Regions from separate parts of the Oryctolagus cuniculus genome. Here region 1 is linked to region 2. The links are chromatin contacts, called in public Hi-C maps. All regions are on one chromosome and are shown on one strand. The core of a region is the stretch at or near the end of the contact, and the rest is flanking DNA. Distances in the headings are between cores, read along the strand shown.

What was found. Hi-C and Micro-C count contacts between places; a contact is called where the count stands out from the background.
Region 1: a Hi-C map of an unstated tissue shows a contact between it and region 2, with 5 times the contacts expected there. The contact joins two enhancer-like sites. A contact is called at or near these places in 2 of 6 Hi-C or Micro-C datasets (ear pinna and an unstated tissue).

The regions. Positions count from the first base shown.
Region 1 is chr3:118,017,917-118,021,123 of mOryCun1.1, reverse strand. No RefSeq gene overlaps it. Among named protein-coding and RNA genes, the nearest start is that of INHBB, 30 kb to the left of the region's middle. Within about 2 kb of position 1,268, at least 2 of the 8 cell types and tissues checked have an H3K27ac peak or open chromatin away from gene starts, as enhancers often do.
Region 2 is chr3:117,931,407-117,934,344 of mOryCun1.1, reverse strand. No RefSeq gene overlaps it. Among named protein-coding and RNA genes, the nearest start is that of TMEM185B, 13 kb to the left of the region's middle. Within about 2 kb of position 1,329, at least 2 of the 8 cell types and tissues checked have an H3K27ac peak or open chromatin away from gene starts, as enhancers often do.

The DNA of each region.
Region 1 (3,207 bases), core at 19-2,518, 87 kb before region 2:
CCTCTCCGCTTTCCAAAGCCTTTCTCAGTAAACAGAGCTGAGTGTGGGAACGGCTTCCTCTCAATTACAATGCAAATTGATTAATGCCGTAAAAATGCGAGCGAAAACCGCCGGCCCTCCGCAACAGTGGGGCTTATGTTGTCTGCCCAGCTTTGCACGGGGGGAAACTTCCTTAAGAGAGCCTGCATTGTTCACCCTTTTTCTTGGCACACCCACTGCACCCAAAGCCTGTAATAACGCAGGTCATTAAACCAAACAACTGCACTTGGAGCCTTTTCAAGGCAGTGATTCAGGCAAGCGCTGTCCGCACGGAACCGGTTTGCAAGGTGCGATCCATCGGATGCTGCTGCCCTCACCACCCAGGGGGAGACCGGCCCCCACCACATTTGCTAAGCCAAAAAAAAAAAAAAAAAAAAAAAGGCGCTTTCTCGAAGCCGCTAGGTGGCGCTGGGTGTTTACCCAAAAAAGGGCAGGCTGTGCCTGGGCGTAGCTCCGACGTGCTGAAATGCCATTTTCCTGTGCAATGACCCTTTACACCAAAATGAATTGGAGGAGGGGTCTCTGTGCTGAGAAACACCTGAAAGTTTTCGACCTGGGAGAACCCCCTAAAGTGTGGCCAGAGATGCCCGTCTCTCACTTTACAGGAAGCGGTGGGAAGGGGTCAAGCAGTGTGTGTGTGTGTGTGTGTGTGTGTGTGTACGAACTTGGGAAGGGGCGGCCAGAATCCAAAGGGAGAGGTCTGCCTACAGAGCTCAGGAGAAGGGTTAGATGACCCTGAAGCACCTTCCAGCTTAGGAAGCTCTGTTTGCTAAAATGGCATTTACTTATTCTATTTATTTGAAAGGGAGAGGGAGAGAGAGAGAGAGAGAGAGAATCTGCCATCCACTGGTTCCCTCCCCCCAAATGCCCACAACAGCCAGGGCTGGGTCAGGCCAAAGCCAGGAGCCAGGAACTCCATCTGGGTCTCCCACATGGGTGGCAGAGACCCAGGCACTCAAGGCATTGCCCACTGCCTACCGGGGTGCGCATTAGCAGGAAGCCGGCATTGGGAGCAGAGCCGAGACTTGAACCCAGGCCCTCCGACACGAGTTGCAAGCATCCCCAGCAACGCCTTAACCGCTACTGCCAAACACCCACTCGGTTTTCTGGCCTATCTGCCGTGAACTGAAAGAGGAAAGCTAGTGCTTCTGTTCCAGACAAATCATGCAAACGTAAGGAGCGAGAAGTTTATATCAAAGCAGCAGATGTATTTCTAAAAGCAGTCTCCTCTTAAAGGAACCCGCTCCCTGGGTTTAGGCAGCAGCATCCAGCAGCGGGGCCTTTCCAGGGCTAACAGAAACTCCCAGCATGAGCCGCGCCTGCGCACACACACAGCGCTTGCCAAGTACTGTTATCTATAGGGTGTTCACGTCTTGCTTCCATTTTTTTCTTAATTAAAAAAAAAATAAGTTTCCTGTTCTAAGTGCTCAGAAAATGCTGGATTAAAACGCAAATCTTCTGGGGGCAGGCGTTGTGGTGCGGCAGGTTCAGCCACCACTTGTAACACCGGCACCCCCCATGGGGAGTCCCGGGGCAGCTTCGAGTCCCAGCTGCTCTGCCGCCAATCCAGCGCCCCATAACACGCTTGAGAAGCAGCCAGTGCTGGCGCGAGTGTTTGGGTTCCTGCCACCCACACGGAAGCCCGAAGGATGCTCCTGGCTCCTGGCTTCAGTCTGGCTCGGCCCCAGCTGCTGTGGCCATTTGGGGAGTGAACCAGCGGATGGAAGGAAGACCTCTCCCTCTGTCTCTCTGTGACTCTGTCTCTCGAATAAATAAATAAAAATCTTTTTAAAAAGTACATACATACAATGGTCCGATGAGCTCTCTGAACAGCCAAGGGGTGGACTCCGGCCCTCAGTTTCTGGAAAGCCAATTAGCATTTCTGAGAACCAGAGTGTTTGTGAGGAATGCAACATTCCGGCCAGGCCAGCGTTGACTGGAAGTCCCGCAGCCGTCCCGGTGAGTTCCTGGCACTTGGGCAAAAATGGCCAGCCCAGTTTGCTCGCACCCCGAGGGCAGGGGAAGGGCGGGGCCCAGGGGAAGTGCACTGGGGGGCAGGCACTGCCCCAGGCACTGAGCGATCCCCCCCCAGGCTGGTGTTGGGTGCCTGTCCCTGTCCGGCAGCTCTCTCCGAAGCCATAGAGCCACAGAAGCAAGTGCCTCCAACAGAAGGAAGTCTGGACGCTGCAGGAGCCACGCGGCTTGTGAAGGGCTGCGGTGGCACCAGGCGGGGCGGCTCTGCAGTGCTCGCCTGCGTCGCAGCCCCCAAGGCAGAGCCTTCCCCACTGAGGGAGGGGCTGGCGCCTCCCTCCTTTTCTGAGATGAGAAGACCCAGGTGACTCTCCGCTTGAGAGAGGGGCAGAGTCCTCACAGGCGGCGTCAAACTGCCCTTCCTGGTCCGCGTCAACAGGTTCAACTGCAACCTGCGATGCCTGCAACCCATGAGTGCCGGTTCGAGTCCCGGCTGCGCCACTTCCTATCCAGCTCTCTGCTATAGCCTGGGAAAGCAGTGGAAGATGACCCAAGTGCTTGGGCCCCTGCACCCATGTGGGAGACCCAGCTGGAGTTCCAGGCTCCTGGCCTTGGTCTGGCCCAGCCCTGGCCGTTGCAGCCATTTGAGAAATAAACCCAGATAGAAGATCTCTCAATCTCTCTCTCTCTCTCTTTCTCTCCCCCCACCCCTTTCAAATCACTCTGCCTTTTAAATAAATAAATCTTTTTAAAAAATCCTTTTTGTTGCTTCAGAAAACTGAGATGCCAGACATTTTCAAAGAGCTGTCAAAAACTCTTTTCAGGGTTAAATGTTAAAAAACCGGACTGGAAAATCCAGTGACCATTGTGGGGATGGAACCTGAGAAGGTCTGCAGAGCGTGCAAGAACTCCCATGCAGATCGCTGAGCAGGGCGTCCGGGTCCCCATGGGCCAGAGAAGGCGAACCTAAGAGTGGCTCACCACGCTATGGCGCTGACTGCTGTGTGAGATCAAGCTGAGGGCTGTTCCCCTCTGAGCCTCAGGGTCCAGACACCTGAGCCTGCAGCGCCAGGGACCCACCGGAACAAATGCCCAGAGGCTGCCACGCACTCAGCTAGATGACTTTGCCACTTCTGGCCACGGATCAGCCGCCGTGGCCCACGGGTCTGCTGGGCTCGGGAGGGTGACGTAGCCGAA
Region 2 (2,938 bases), core at 80-2,579:
CTTCTGTGGCCTCTGGTGTCCCTTGTCTGTCACTGTGTCACTGCAGGCTACGCTCAGTCACTACAGGGATTCTCCCTCATGTCTACATCTCTGTATCCAAATCTCTATTTATAGAAACACAACTCACCGGGCCAGGGCCCAGCCAGCTGCCAGTAAATCCCAGGCCACCTCCTCCAGGCAGTTTTCCTGGACAGCCTCACTCTTTGGGGGATGGGCAAGGGTGTCTCTGGCTTCTGACTCAGCATTTGCTCTGCTGCCTTGACACGCCCTGCTGCTATGTCTCTGACTTCTTGGCAGGACTGTCCCCTTCCTCAAGGGCGGGACCAGGGCTGCTCTCTCCCGGGTTTCAGATGGGCCTGGTATACTGCACCTTAAAAAACAAATGGGGGCCAGCACTATGGTGTAGTGGGTAACGCCACTGCCTGCAGCGCTGACATCCCATATGGGCGCCGGTTCGAGTCCCTGCTGCTCCTCTTCCGATCCAGCTCTCTGCTATGGCCTGGGAAAGCAGTAGAAGATGGCCCAAGTCCTTGGGCCCCTGCACCCACATGGGAGACCTGGAAGAAACTCCTGGCTCCTGGCTTTGGATCAGTTCAGCTCTGGCTGTTGTGGCCTTTTGGGGAGTGAACCAATAAATGGAAGACCTCTCTCTCTCTCTCTCTCTCTCTCTCTCTTTTTCTCTGCTTCTCTGTAACTCTGCCTGTCAAATAAATAAATCTTTTTTTAAAAAGAAAAAAAATGAATGAATGAATGAATGAATGGGAGCCTCTGTGCCAGCCCGAGTCTGCTCCTGGATTGTCCAAAGGGAATGAGGAGAGCGAAGCTGGGACAGAGGAAAGGGAGGTGGAGGGGAGCAAGGATTGAGGAGCCCCCAGAAGGCCCTGGGCGGGGGCATGGACTCAGAGCCAGGGCAGGGCAGGACAGTGCAGCCACCAGAAGTGGCAGTGGGGACCAAGGTTCTGAGGCCATGGGAGGAGACAGGTGAAGGCTGGCCAGGCCCCCTGTGGACAGATCTGTACTGCGGCCCCCCGGCACCTCACCATGTGTGTAGCACGGTGCTCAGAGGGAACCGAGCTGCAGCAGGTGCAGTTCCAGGCCCCTGGCGTCCACTGCTCCCACCCCCTATGAAGCCAAAAAAGAAAGTGAAAGTGTCAGGCCAGCAGCAGCACAGCTCTGCCCAGTGCCCTTTGGGTGTGCCCGTCTCGCTGCGCAGAGCAGCCTCTGCCCGGGGCATGTGGGCCCCGTGAGCCAGGGGGAGCTTCCCCCAGGGCCACGGCCTGGGCTGGCCTTCTGAGCAGCCGGCTCCTGTGGGGAGCCTGGCCTGGACAGGCACCTGCTGGCAGGGCTGGGGCTGAGACCTCACAGCCTCCTCCCCCCACCCCCACCCCGCCCAGGTAGCGCCTAGCTCTGCAGCCTCCCCTAGTGGTGGCTTCTGCTGCCTGCACCCCGTCTGGTGCAGCCACAGGTTGTCTCCCGTGCAGGCCCCACGTGATACCAGGGTCAACAGCCCTCTGTGGATCGCCTAGGCCTCAGTGCAGGGGGCATGGGCACCTGGGCCAATGCCAGCAGCCCCTTCCCATCCCCTGTGCCACCCCAAGAAGACCCGGTACGCCCCCTTCTGGCTCAGGGACCATCCTGCTCTGTGTGTGAGTGTGTGTGTGTGTGTGTGTGTGTATGGCTGGATTGGGCTCAGGTCAAGGGCAGGGGCAGAGCGTGGGAAATGGATGGCCAGGGGACCTTGAGAAGGGGAAGGAGAGGCTGGGCCGGCCTCAGCGGGCACGCCCAGGCAGGAAGTCCTGCCACGCCCGGGACTGACTTCCTGTCACTGGCAGGTTCTCCGTGGGGCTGTGGGCTGGGCCCCGGGGCCTCCCGACTCCAGCCGCGGGGAGGGCTGAGCAGCGCCACCTGGACCGTGGCTCCCACAGACCTGACAACCAAGAGTGCTCAGAGCCCCTCGGCCCATCCCGGTGCCCGGCCAGGAAGGGACAGCTTGACCCCGCGGTGCCCCGTAGGCCCTTTTTCTGGAACACTCCTCACACTCTCCCATCCCCGTGGTCCCCACAGGCAGTCTGGGAGGCAGGGACGGCTCTTTCGGAATCCTGCCCGCCGCTTCCTGACGGAGATGCGGGAATACAGAGATTCCGCTGCAATGCCCTCGTCTCAGTTGGGCGATTTTTAATTGGACCTTGCAGTGATCCTTATTTTTTTTTCTTGGATCTGCAGCTCTACCGAAGAAGCTAAGGTTTATTGTTTGTTTGTTTTATTTCTTTGGGGTTTATTGTTTTGGTGAAGATAAGAAAACCAACATCTTACATACCTGTAAGTTCCAGATGGGACTGGCTTCCTCTCCAGGGGCCCACAGCCTCAGGACTGCACCAGGGCCCTGCGTGTCTCCCTCTCTGCTGCTGCCCTCCGGTTGGCCTCTCACAGGTCAGCTCTCACTGGAGAATTTCTCCCGGGAGCCCTTCAGTAGGTTTCTCCTCCCGTCTCATGGGCCCGAATCAAGCAGCTGGGTGGGTGTAGTAAAATATTTATATAACATGGAAGTTGCCATATTAACCATTTAAAACTTTTTTTTTAACTTTATTTTACTTTTTTTGAGAGGGAGAGGATCAGAGAGAGAGAGAGAGAGAGAGAGAGAGAGATTTTCTAACTACTGGCTCACTCTCTAAATATCTACAAAGACCAGAGCTGGGCAAAGGCAAAGTCAGGAGCCAGGTCTCCCTCGTGGAAGGCAGGGACCCATCCCAGGTGTTTATTTAGAATTGGGAGCAGAGCTGGGACTTGAACCCGGGGCACTCTGATATGGACAGGTCGTAGGCTCCACTGCTAGGCCAATTACCCACCTGCCTGCTCCTTCGAGTGTGCAATTCAGGGACACTGGTTACATCCGCATTGCTGTGCCCCATCATCATCACATCATCCACATCTGACCCCC